Regions from separate parts of the Mus musculus genome. Here region 2 is linked to region 1. The links are chromatin contacts, called in public Hi-C maps. All regions are on one chromosome and are shown on one strand. Each heading gives the region's core, a stretch centred on a gene start, on an enhancer-like site or on the middle of the called end of the contact. The rest is flanking DNA. Distances are from core to core; before and after follow the strand shown. Region 1 holds the start of Bphl (biphenyl hydrolase-like (serine hydrolase, breast epithelial mucin-associated antigen)). Region 2 overlaps Gm40908 (a long non-coding RNA gene).

Region 1 (5,563 bases), core at 1,089-3,588:
TGCTGCCACTACTTGATGACACAAAGTGTGGTGTCTTTTTATATATAGTGCTATTATTTATATATGTTAAGTTCCAAACCTGGACAAGTGGTTGAGGTGTCTATTTAACATATCAAAGTGGACCTGGCCTCTAGGTTCCCCCAGCATCCCTCATCCCTACCTGTTACAGGGTATAGTTGGCATTCCCTGCCCTCTACCCAGAACTCTCCAGCCTAGGGGCTAGGCTGTCATTTCCCCAGAGGCTCTTCCTTATATAATCCAGACATTTTTGGGTACCTGCCCCTTTTTGTACCTTTGGCCTCTTGGCTGCTGTAGTTGGTTCTCCTCTCCCCCTCCCTGGCCCTACCCCTCTGGACTTTCCCAGTTGTGTCTGCCTTTGGCTATGCTATCCTTATTTATCTATAATAAACTTTCTTCTCCATCATATCTAGGAGCGATCATGTCTTTTCCTGTCTTATTTCTTTTTCTTCATTCAATGTGCCAACTATGTCATTAATTGTACTTGTTAATTATTTATTTTTATTTTGTTTCACAATCATTGTTCCAAATACAAACACTGCAAGGTCAGGAATCTAGAGAGGTTGAGTAACTTGTCTACAGTCACACAGCTAAGAAGGGTCAATAATACAGTTATTTAGACTATGTGATCTCAAAAGCCCATGATTCTCTTTAATCTCCTGGCAAAAGTGGCATTCAGTCTCATTGCCAAGTCGGGGGGTGGAGGCAGCGATGAGGCGAAGGAATGGACCTGATTCTCTGGCCGGACCTCCTTAGGTTAACTCAGAAAATACTGTTTTCAGACTGTCAGATTTAGTAAATTATTAACATCAGAACGGACATACAACTCCCCACAGAAAAAATGACTTTTCAACAGATCACAGAGATCATGAAGTAAGGAAAGGGTCAAAGTTCCAAGTATCAGATTTACAAGAAACTCTGTGGTGCATAACTCAGCTACCTGCGGGCTGGACACTGGCTGTGAAGAGGTTTTCATGGGACTGTTGCGGCTGAGGCTGCAGCCTGGCTTCAGGATTAACCACCTGGAGCTGTTTCTCAGGTTACAGGCCGTTTGTATTTCTAAAACAATGCAGGGTGAGACTAAGGGAAACCTTAGCAGAGATCTTTTAGGAAGAGTGGTCTCCAGTGCAGCTAAGTGAATGAGACTCTCAACAGCCATTAAGTTGCCGATGAGCATGACATTAACACAACCTTAGTAGCCTCGTTCAAGCCCTTTTTGCAATCAGGAAACGGGATAACATGCCTCTTCACTAGCAATTTATACAACCAGAGTCACTGATATGTTTTCCAACGTGTATATTTAAAAAGTTGTTAAAGTCATATGAGAGAAGAAATCTGAATTGGATATAGACTAAGAGAGCTACACAATCATGCTACTAATGTTTAAAAACAAACAAACAAACAAACAAAAAAATGGGTCGCTTTTCCGTTCTTTCTACTTCCAGATTATATGCTCAAACGATTGGTTTCCACATCAGGTCTAATAAAGTTCCAAATGCTCGTTACTACTGTCAATGGCCCACCGATAGTAAACTGCACACGACCACTGCCTATGTCTGCATGTGTATAACATGGAGGGATGCGCACAACTTCAGCCTGCTCTATCCACATCTTCTGCTTACATTCTCTTGAGACCGTGCACCCATTTTCAAGACAGCAGGTCTCCATGAATGTTATTATTTTAGCAAAGGGCTGGAGTGTAGTGTAGAGGGAAATAGAAGTGAAGATTCGGTGTCCTGGCCATCACCACACACACACACACACACACACACACACTCGACTCTCTGGCAGGGGAACCTGGGACTTTGAATTTACACAGGTTCCCAAGCAGATTGTCTTGCACACTTAAGTTTAAAATTAGCAAGCAAAAGGACTCAGGAAACTTGGGCCCTGCCTGCCACTGAAGCAGGTTAGGCAGATTTCTGATTTGGCAGGAATAATTACTGTTCCCAGCAAATGGCTAAGAGGCCAGCAAGCCCCCCACCCCTTCCTTCCTCCCCAGTTCCTTCCCTGTGCACTGAGGAGGCTGGACCACCACCCAGCACGTAGAACCTAACCCCAGGCATCAAAGTGCTCGCACACCAGTTCTGCGGGATCTGGACGTGGGGTTTGAGCAAGGAAGGGCCGACAACGCCAGGCGTCCGTATCCCTCCCCGGCCAGTGGCCCTCGCTGCCCCGAGCACGCCATTACCCGAAGGTGGCTACGGGTTCGGCCTGGGGTACGCAGATCCGGGATTTCAGGGGCGAGAGGAGCAGCCGCAACCGCTGGGCCGCCGGGCGAACTGTTGCGGTCGCCATAGCTCCAGGTCGCACAAGCTCCATGGAACGCGCATGCGCCCGGCTGGATGCCACCCTTCAAGTGCTAAGCTCGAAGTCCCGCCCCTGGCCCGCTGTGCCTTGCTGGAGCTCGCTCTGCTCCTTGTCAGGCCTGCCCAGAAACAAAAACAGAGCGTGTCCTTCTAGTCCTAGCTCTCTCAGGGTGGACAGTTCAGTAGGCACTGCTCCTTGCTTGCAACTGCCAAGGAGTCCAAGGATATGGGTCGGCGGGGCCACCTGCTGTGCTGCCTTCACCTAAAGGGTATCTAAGCAGAGCCTCTGAGAGACAAGTGCACAGCAGACCATCCTGCCTCTGTTAAGGAAGGAAAGCTCAAGCTGGCCTAGAACTCTAGCTGATGTTGATCTTGAGCTCCTGATCCTCCTGACTCATGCTGGGACATCTGGCCTGCATCACTACACCTGACTATGTCCCACTTCCCACATTATCTAGCCCTGGTCCCTTGATGCTAAGCATAATGGTAGCAAGCCTTTAGGTTACTTAGAGCAACATTTATTATGCACGTCTTAAGAACTCATCATTTGTACATCTTGCTGTGTTAGCTTTATGCACCACTGTGACAAACATTTGAGAACAATGTAAAAGGGGGAAAGGTTCATGGTTTCAGAGCTCTAAGCTCAAGGTCATCCGGACCCATTTCTTTGGGCCCGAGGAAAGGCAGTGCATGGTGGGAGCGGAGGCACTTAAGTGTTAAGAGCACTTAACAGGCTGAGAGGGAGAAGAGAAAGAACTGGAAGAAACTGTTCAAAGGAAAAATTGTTCAAAGACATGCATGCTCCCAGTGACCTGCTTCTTGTAGTCAGGCCCCACCTCCTATATCTTCCAATAATACCAACAAACTATGAATCCATTAATAGATAACTCCATTGATTAAGTCAGAGTCCTCACGATCCAATTACCCAGCAATGACTAGTCCCAGTAATGGGGGGGGAGGGAGCTTTCAATACTTCATACCAAAAACTAGTCATTTTTGTGCCAGGTGCCTTAAAGTGTGTCACTATATTTTTAATTAGTATATGCTCCTTCTCCATCCATACTTCTTACCCCAGATTATAGACGAGGAAACAGTGGGAAGAGAAGTTAGAAAGGCTTGGCTCACAGAGCTGTGGAGGGGTATTCAGGTCGGCTTAGCTTCCTAATGCTATATGAAAACATCATACCTCTTACTACAATTACACTAGCTCTTAACTCTTTATAATCACTTATTTGTAAATGTCATTGAGTCTGTCCTCCATTTTAACCCCACCCCATTTTTTGAAGCGATAAAACCATGAAGGGAACCTTGATTTCTTCCCCTCTTCCCCTACCTCACCTTCTAAGGCCCTTTTTAAAAATATTGTCAGCAGTTATAAAACATTATCAGATTAAGTGGTTCAGTTTTAGCCACAATCTGGTTGTCAACCCTTTAGATATCTTTGTATACTGCTTATACCATAGAGAAGCCTAGGGTGAGGCTAGCCTTGGATGCTTGATCCTCCTGTGTCAGCCTCCCAAGTGCTGGGGATGCAGCAAAATACAGCAGAGGCAATTAAAGGAACACCCAGATATGTGGACAAGAGTTGACACACTACTGGAATTTTCACTGAATATAAACATGACATTTTGGAAAATGTGGTAACATAGAAGGTAGAAGATTCTGCCAAGGAAGTAAGTAGGCCCTACTTGTATAGAGAACTGACTTCCATCAGTTGGCCTCTGACCTCCACATTAAAGAAAAAAAAAGCACATGTGCACACAAAATAAATAAATAAATAGATAGATAGGATACTGAGTGGGTATGTTGTTCATTTATGAACCTTCATTAACTTAAAGTGAAATGGTTGAAAATATTTACCCTGTTAGAATAGGTTGCATCTTTTTGTAAACAACTCTTAAGAAAGCAAAGAAAAAAAATACATCAAGATAATGGTTAAGAGGTTTTTGAGGGGGCTGGTGAGATGGCTCAGCGGTTAAGTGCAATGACTGCTCTTCTGGAGGTCATTGAGTTCCAATTCCAGCAATCACGTGGTGGTTCACAACCATCTGGTCAGCTACAGTGTACTCATAGACATAAATAAATAGATCTAAAAAAACAAGTCTTTGAGGCAGGGCTCCTTTTCTCATTCTTTACAGTAACCACACAACTGATGAAAGACAGGACCACAAGCACAGCAAGTAGAAAACCTGTGCTTGGGAGCAACTGTCGAGTCTCCTCTCTTGTTTTCCGGCCTGGCTCCCCTTGCTTATCTGGTTTCTGGCCAGGTATAGTCGTGCCGTGTAGCTTGGACTGAAACCCTCAGAGGTAAGCACAGCTCTTTTCAGGGAGGCACTTAGAGCAGAGCTGAAAGGCCTCTGAGCCATGTGGAAGGACTGCCGTGGTGCTGGCCCCTTGGGGACAGAGTGTGCTGCATGGGAACACCTGTTCACCATCAGCATACCCTTCTGTTAGCAGCACAGGAGATGCCAACATGAGCAGTATAGTCACATAAATTTTATTCAGTACTCTGTATTTAAAGTACAAATATATATGTATATGCATATGTATACATTAAAGAAAGGTTATCTTATTAAAAACAGAACCAAACAGAACTCTGAGTTCTGGGAACAGGGTTAGTCTCCTCAGGCCTTCAGTGTTCTGGTGGCCATCTTGTTTTTCCATGATGTGGACAATGACACTCAGGTCTGACTTGTACCCCAGTCCACTGCATTCTGCTCGGCTTAGGAGGTGGCTTTAAAGAGGTGTTCTAATTCCACGCTGGGCTCCCAGAGGGACTCCCACACTCCACGTACTTGTTCGGAGCAGGTACCACTGACTACAAAGTCATCAGTTATTGTGATACAGCGGAAGCAAATGGGAGTGCTTAAAGGTCTTTGGGTCTAGCCTGTCAATGACTGGCTTTGTGTCACGCGCCCAGATCTCTTGTACAAGGGCACACACCATGAGAGTAAACGGCTTCATCTACTGACCATCCTTCAACTCATACAGGCTCAGCCACAACTCGAGGTGCCAAGCCATTGTCTGGCTGTCAGTGGTGAGCCTGGAAAAGATCTGAAAGTCTGTGGTCACAATCCAGGCCTGGATCTGAAGCACCTATCTTCAGCAGTGGACACACAAGTCTTCCCCTACTGAACACTAACAGACATGATTTTAATACTAGGACCCTGATTGCTACTGCAATTCCAAAACCAGCTCTGGCCTCCCTTGCTATTTTATTCTCCTTAAAACTCCAC
Region 2 (5,704 bases), core at 949-3,448, 420 kb before region 1:
GTGCGTAAGACTTGGTAAGGGTATTGGAAGGAAGGAAAGAGCATAGACACAAGGAGATCACCTGAGTGGAGGGTAAGGTCCAGCCCACTAGAACTCAGTTGCAACAGTGGTTGACAATAATTAACTTGAGTATTTCAAAACAACCGGCAGCCAGAGATGTGACTGAATGTGTAAGGGAGGTTCATGGCTAAGACTGATGATCAGAGTTCCAACCAAGGGTGGAGAGAGAGAGAGAGAGAGAGAGAAAGAGAGAGAGAGACAGAGACAGAGACAGGGACAAAGAGACAGAGAGACAGACAGAGACAGAGAGACAGAGAGACAGACAGAGACAGACAGAGGGGGAAAGATGGAGAGACAAGGAGAGATAGAGATGACTTTAATCACTTGTCCACTGACATTTTTTACTGTGCATTTTGTGAATGTGATAGAGATGGGAAGCTCTAGTGTATGTGTGGAGGTCAGAGGGTAAAGTGTAGGAGTCAGTTCTCTCCTTCCTCCCTGTGGGTCCTGGTGATCCACCTCAAGTCCTCGGGCTCCAGGCAGACACCTTTACCTGCTGGACTGTCTCACAGGATTTTGAGTGCTCCCAACACAAAGAAATAATGAAATGTCTGCAGTTGGAACAGTTATCTAAAACCCCATCTGTCTCATGTTCCCAATCATCTCCCAGCAAGCTGGGGAGTATGGCTGCCCTGTGTCCTGTGTCCTGCTCCCAAGTAGCTGTCAAGGGTTTTGATGGAACCTTTTAGAGCAGAGAGAAACATAGAGAAAACTCGTGTCTTTGTAATTTGCTCTCTCTCTCTCTCTCTCTCTCTCTCTCTCTCTCTCTCTCTCTCTCTCTCTCTCCCTCTCTCTCTCTCTCCTGTCTGCCAGAAAATCCTCTTTGCTTTCATGGCCAGAGGGCAGGGATCGAAAGAAAGACACCCAAGGCCTTGTTGCTGATGCTCCTTAAACCTTCTGCAATTGTTCTCCACCCAGGCTATTAGGGAGGTTGGATGCATGTGACTGAAGCTCCCAGCAACCTCATGAGTGGTCTGTTCTGTGGTCAAGGAGGTTACAAAAACATCACATCATGAATGCAGGGTTGTGACAAGGACTGCTTCCAAAGCTCCTGCTATCTCTGCTTTATCTAGACACAGGGAGGAGGGCTCTACCTTGAGAACAAGCAAATTCTTCCAGAAGGCATTACTCTGTGAGTGGCAGTCTTTTTCAGGCAGCTGGTAGACTTTCTGTGGCCCAGAACGGATCTTTGTGTTCTGAATTCTGGGGTGACCAGCTTCAACTCTTGGTCACAGACAGTGGGGGCCTCCCTGCCAGGCTGGCTGCTTATGCAGTTATTTAAAACAGAGCAGCTGCAATAGAGTCACCACTTGGAAACTGTCCAAATTCAGACCTAGCAGGTCAGAAACTCCAGCAAGTCCTGCAGGGGATTCTCATGCACACTAATGGCTGGGGAAACATACTGACATAGTCTGGCAACTAGAACAAAAACTGAGCTTGGAGGGTCGGGTACCTCCCACTCTACACTGTGCTGACTTCCTGATTACTAGCATTTGTGGATGGAGGGCTAGCCAGGGCAGGCCAAAGTCCCCAGGGAATGGTCAACACAGAGTATTGGACAAACACCAATGCTGCAGACTTGAGATGGGTCAAGGTAAGCCATGTGATAGAGATCAAAGGGCAATGACCCCTTGGGGACTGTGAGTAGAGCTGCAGAGCAACCTGAGCCACCTGTGGCTTGGGCAGGACACAGTGTCTCTGACACTGTTGGTCCTCAGCCAGGACAGATAGAAAAATGCCAGAATTTCATGGCAGACAAGCATGCCTGCATCTTTCTGTGTTTTCCTCATCTGGAAATGGAAAAGTCTCGCTGTGCCCTGTCCACTGCAGTGGTTTGTGGGAAGTAAGGGCAGAGGAGTGAAAGCTGCCAGAATTCCTCAAGTTGGAATAGCAGGTTGACAGCAGGGAGGCCATTTCAGCAGACATCTGTGTGCAGGGTAGTGGCGTCCATGACAGTTGCCATGCGATGAAACATACAGAGCCAAGAATGGCATGCTAGGACTGTGTTTGTTGCATAGCACGGTGCAGAGAGAACTGGCTGACTCAGCAAATACTGCATCTTAGGCTACAAGACACTGTCTGAAACAACATGACACTGACCAGACTGTTCTGGCACAGACCAGAGGAGCAAAGGACAAGGACAATCTAGAAGGCAGTGCCCAGTGGGAGTTGTTATAGCTCCACGACCTCGTGTGTGACAGGGTGACCCATTAGAGTGATAGCAACAAGATTCAGGTACAAGAAGGGAGTAGTTTAGGCTTCTCAAAATTCACATTCTCCTGCCTCAGCTCAAGAGAAAATAACAGAACAATCTAACAGGGCCTAGTGCTCCTCTTTCTCTCAGAATCCCCTGCGTTAAATTGGCTCCTATTCCTCAAGAATTCAGCTCAAGATGGGTGGGGGGATCAAAAGCCTAACGGTCAGATTCCAGGTTAGCCTAGCTTCAGCTATCAGTTTCCCTCATTCTTCCTGGTAATCAAGGCACTCATATGCCCTGTGTGACTGACAGAACTTAGGTCAAATGAGCATCCCTTTGGTAGCTCACTTACTTGCTCTTTGCATACCTGGTGTGTATTGTACTGGATATTGCGGGGGTGGGGGGCACTGATGAGCTAAACAGACACATTCTCACCCTTGGGGATGGGAGTCGTCAGCAGAGGCACATAGATGTCAATCACACAGGTCAGTCCATCTTCCTAAGAATGCTGTTGCTTGGTGTTACCTCCATGACAGATCTTACTTCCAGAGCCCATCAGATTTAAATTGATTGCCTTCCACCCATTATTGTGTGACCGTGGGAGTTCCTTCCAAATCCATTTTCTTTCTTTCTTTCTTTCTTTCTTTCTTTCTTTCTTTCTTTCTTTCTTTCTTTCTTTCTTTCTTTCTTTCTTTCTGGTTTTTTTTTTTTTTTGGTCCCCTGTAAAATGCAGTTGTACATATAATACTTGACTTCACAGATCATGAGGAATTAACACCCTGTGCTGGACTGCGGGAACCCTCACATTCAGCACATTGCTGTGTTCTAGGCACTGTTGTAAGCTCTTTAGGTATACTTCCCGCTTGATTCTCATGGCAGCATAGTGGTAAAGGGACTCAAACCCTTTCAGCCTCGTAGATGAGGAAACTGGGGTGTGGTCAGATAGCATGAATGGACACGGCTGTCTGTTCTGCTCTCTGCGCCTATGCACTGATCACAACCCTCCTGTGCCACTCCCATTGTGACTCCCAGGACTCTGATTCTGTTTATCTTACAGAATCAGAGAGCTCTTCAGAATGGCTCCAGAATCCTGCCGGCTGGCCACAGACTGATTCACTCCCCTCAGGTAGCCAGCAGCCCAGATATCACTGGACTTTCAGGAATGTGCTCTCCCACTGTGGAGATAAGCTCCCTGAGGACAGGTGACCTTTGTTAAGCAACCATGGCACTTATTTCCTACATACTGTCACAGAAGTGGCTCTGGTCTCCTGATCCAGAGGCAGCAGCCACTTCTTGGCAGCCTCAGGGAATTAATTGTTTTAGTTCTGAGCAACAACCACAGGAGGTTAGGAGGTCAGGAAGAAGCACCTTTTAGAAGACTATTTTCGGCTAACATCCTCTTAACAATGAGTACATACCATATGTGTTCTTTTGTGACTTTTACCTCACTCAGGATGATATTTTCTAGTTCCATCCATTTGCCTAAGAATTTTATGAATTCATTGTTTTTAATAGCTGAGTCGTATACCATTGTGTAAATGTACCACATTTTATGTATTCATTCCTCTGTTGAAGGACATCTGGGTTCTTTCCAGCTTCTGGCTACTATAAATAAGGTTGCTATGAACATAGTGGAGTGTGTGTCCTTGTTATATGTTGGAGCACCTTTTGGGTATATGCCCTGGAGTGGTATACTTGTGTCCTCAGGTAATACTATGTCCAATTTTCTGAGGAACTGCCGAACTGATTTCCAGAGTGGTTGTAACAGCTTGCAATCCCACCAACCTTTCTCCACATCCTCACCAGCATCTGCTGTCACCTGCGTTTTTGGTATTAGCCATTCTGACTGGTGTGAGGTGGAATCTCAGGGTTGTTTTGATTTGCATTTCCTATGACTAAGGATGGTGAACATTTCTTTAGGTGCTTTTCAGCCATTTGGTATTCCTCAGTTGAGAATCCTTTGTTTAGCTCTGTACCTCATTTTTAATAGGGTTATTTGGTTCTCTGGAGTCTAACTTCTTGAGTTCTTTGTATATATTCGATATTGGCCTTCTATCAGATGTAGGGTTGGTAAAGATCTTTTCCAAAACTATTGGTTGCCATTTTGTCCTATTGACAGTGTCTTTTGCCTTATAAAAGCTTTGCAATTTTATGAGGTCCCATTTGTCGATTCTTGATCTGAGAGCACAAACCATTGGTATTCTGTTTAGGAAATTTTCCCCTGTGCCCATGTGTTCGAGGCTCTTCCCCACTTTCACTTCTATTAGTTTCAGTGTATCAGGATTCATGTGGAGGTCCTTGATCTACTTGGACTGGAGCTTTGTGCAAGGAGATAAGAATGGATCAATTTGCATTCTTCTATATGCTGACCACCAGTTGAAGGAACACTATTTCTTGAAAATGCTATCTTTTTTTCCACTAGATGGTTTTAGCTCCTTTGTCAAAGATCAAGGGAGCATAGGTGTGTGGATTCATTTCTGGGTCTTCAGTTCTATTCCGTTTACCTACCTGCCTGTGTCTGTTCCAATACCATGCAGTTTTTATCACAACTGCTCTGTAGTACAGCTTGAGGTCAAGGGATGGTGATTCCCCCAGCAGTTCTTTTATTGTTGAGAATAGTTTTTGCTATCCTGGGTTTTTTGTTATTCCAGATCACGTGACGCTCAAGGAGAAGGAAGATCAAAGTGTGAGTGCTTTGGTTCTTCTTAGAAGGAGGAACAAAATACTCATGGGAGGAAATTTGGAGACAAAGTGTGGAGCAGAGACTGAAGGAAAGGCCATCCAGAGACTACCCCACCTGGGGCTCCATCCCATGTACAGATATCAAACTCAGACACATTGTGGATGCCAAGAAGTGCTTGCTGACAGGAGCCTGATATAGCTGTCTCCTGAGAGGCTCTTCAGAGCCTGGCAAATACAGAGGTGGATGCTTGCAGCCAACCATTGGACTGAGCATGAGGTCTCCAATGGAGGAGTTAGAGAAAGGACTGAAGGAGCTGAAGGGATTTGCAACCCATAGGAAGAACAACAATATCAACCAACCAGACCCCCGCCCCCAGAGTTCCCAGGAACTAAGCCACCAACCCAAAGAGAATACATGGAGGGACCCATGGCTCCAGCTGCATCTGTAGCAGAGGATATCGTTATTGGACACCAATGAGAGGAGAGGCCCTTGGTCCTTGGAAGGCTCCATGCCCCAATGTAGGGGAATGTCAAGGTGGGGAGGTAGAAGTGGGTAGGCAGGTTGGTGGGGGCACACCATCATAGAAGCAAGGGGAAGGAGGATGGGATAGGGGGTTTCTAGAGGGGAAACCAGAAAAGGGGATAACATTTAAAATGTAAATAAATAAAATATCCAATAAAAAATCTTAAATAAAATAAAAAAGAAAGAAAACTGTTTTAGACATGGTACTGGTCTTTTGATGTTACTGGTGCTATTTCCCAGAG

What was found. A called contact is a pair of places that touch in the nucleus more often than the background predicts.
Region 2: a contact with region 1 is called in a Hi-C map of liver, with 5 times the contacts expected there. The contact joins the enhancer-like site here to the promoter of Bphl in region 1. A contact is called at or near these places in 4 of 39 promoter capture datasets (the 3T3-L1 cell line, hippocampal neurons, liver and 1 more), 3 of 484 Hi-C or Micro-C datasets (liver and myocytes) and 1 of 115 datasets of contacts at active chromatin or transcription factors (kidney).

What each region holds. Positions count from the first base shown.
Region 1 is chr13:34,034,416-34,039,978 of GRCm38.p6, reverse strand. It overlaps Bphl (biphenyl hydrolase-like (serine hydrolase, breast epithelial mucin-associated antigen)), which reads right to left and starts at 2,338. Exons shown (of 7, transcript NM_026512.1): 1 at 2,210-2,338. The coding sequence starts at 2,316. It overlaps Ripk1 (receptor (TNFRSF)-interacting serine-threonine kinase 1), which reads right to left. Exons shown (of 11, transcript NM_001359997.1): 11 at 4,809-5,563.
Region 2 is chr13:34,458,800-34,464,503 of GRCm38.p6, reverse strand. It overlaps Gm40908 (a long non-coding RNA gene), which reads left to right. Exons shown (of 3, transcript XR_873224.1): 3 at 4,909-4,947. Among named protein-coding and RNA genes, the nearest start is that of Gm40908, 21 kb to the left of the region's middle. Within about 2 kb of position 2,198, at least 58 of the 459 cell types and tissues checked have an H3K27ac peak or open chromatin away from gene starts, as enhancers often do. A contact at or near this core is called in liver, myocytes and stem cell-derived epiblast-like cells, where this site is marked.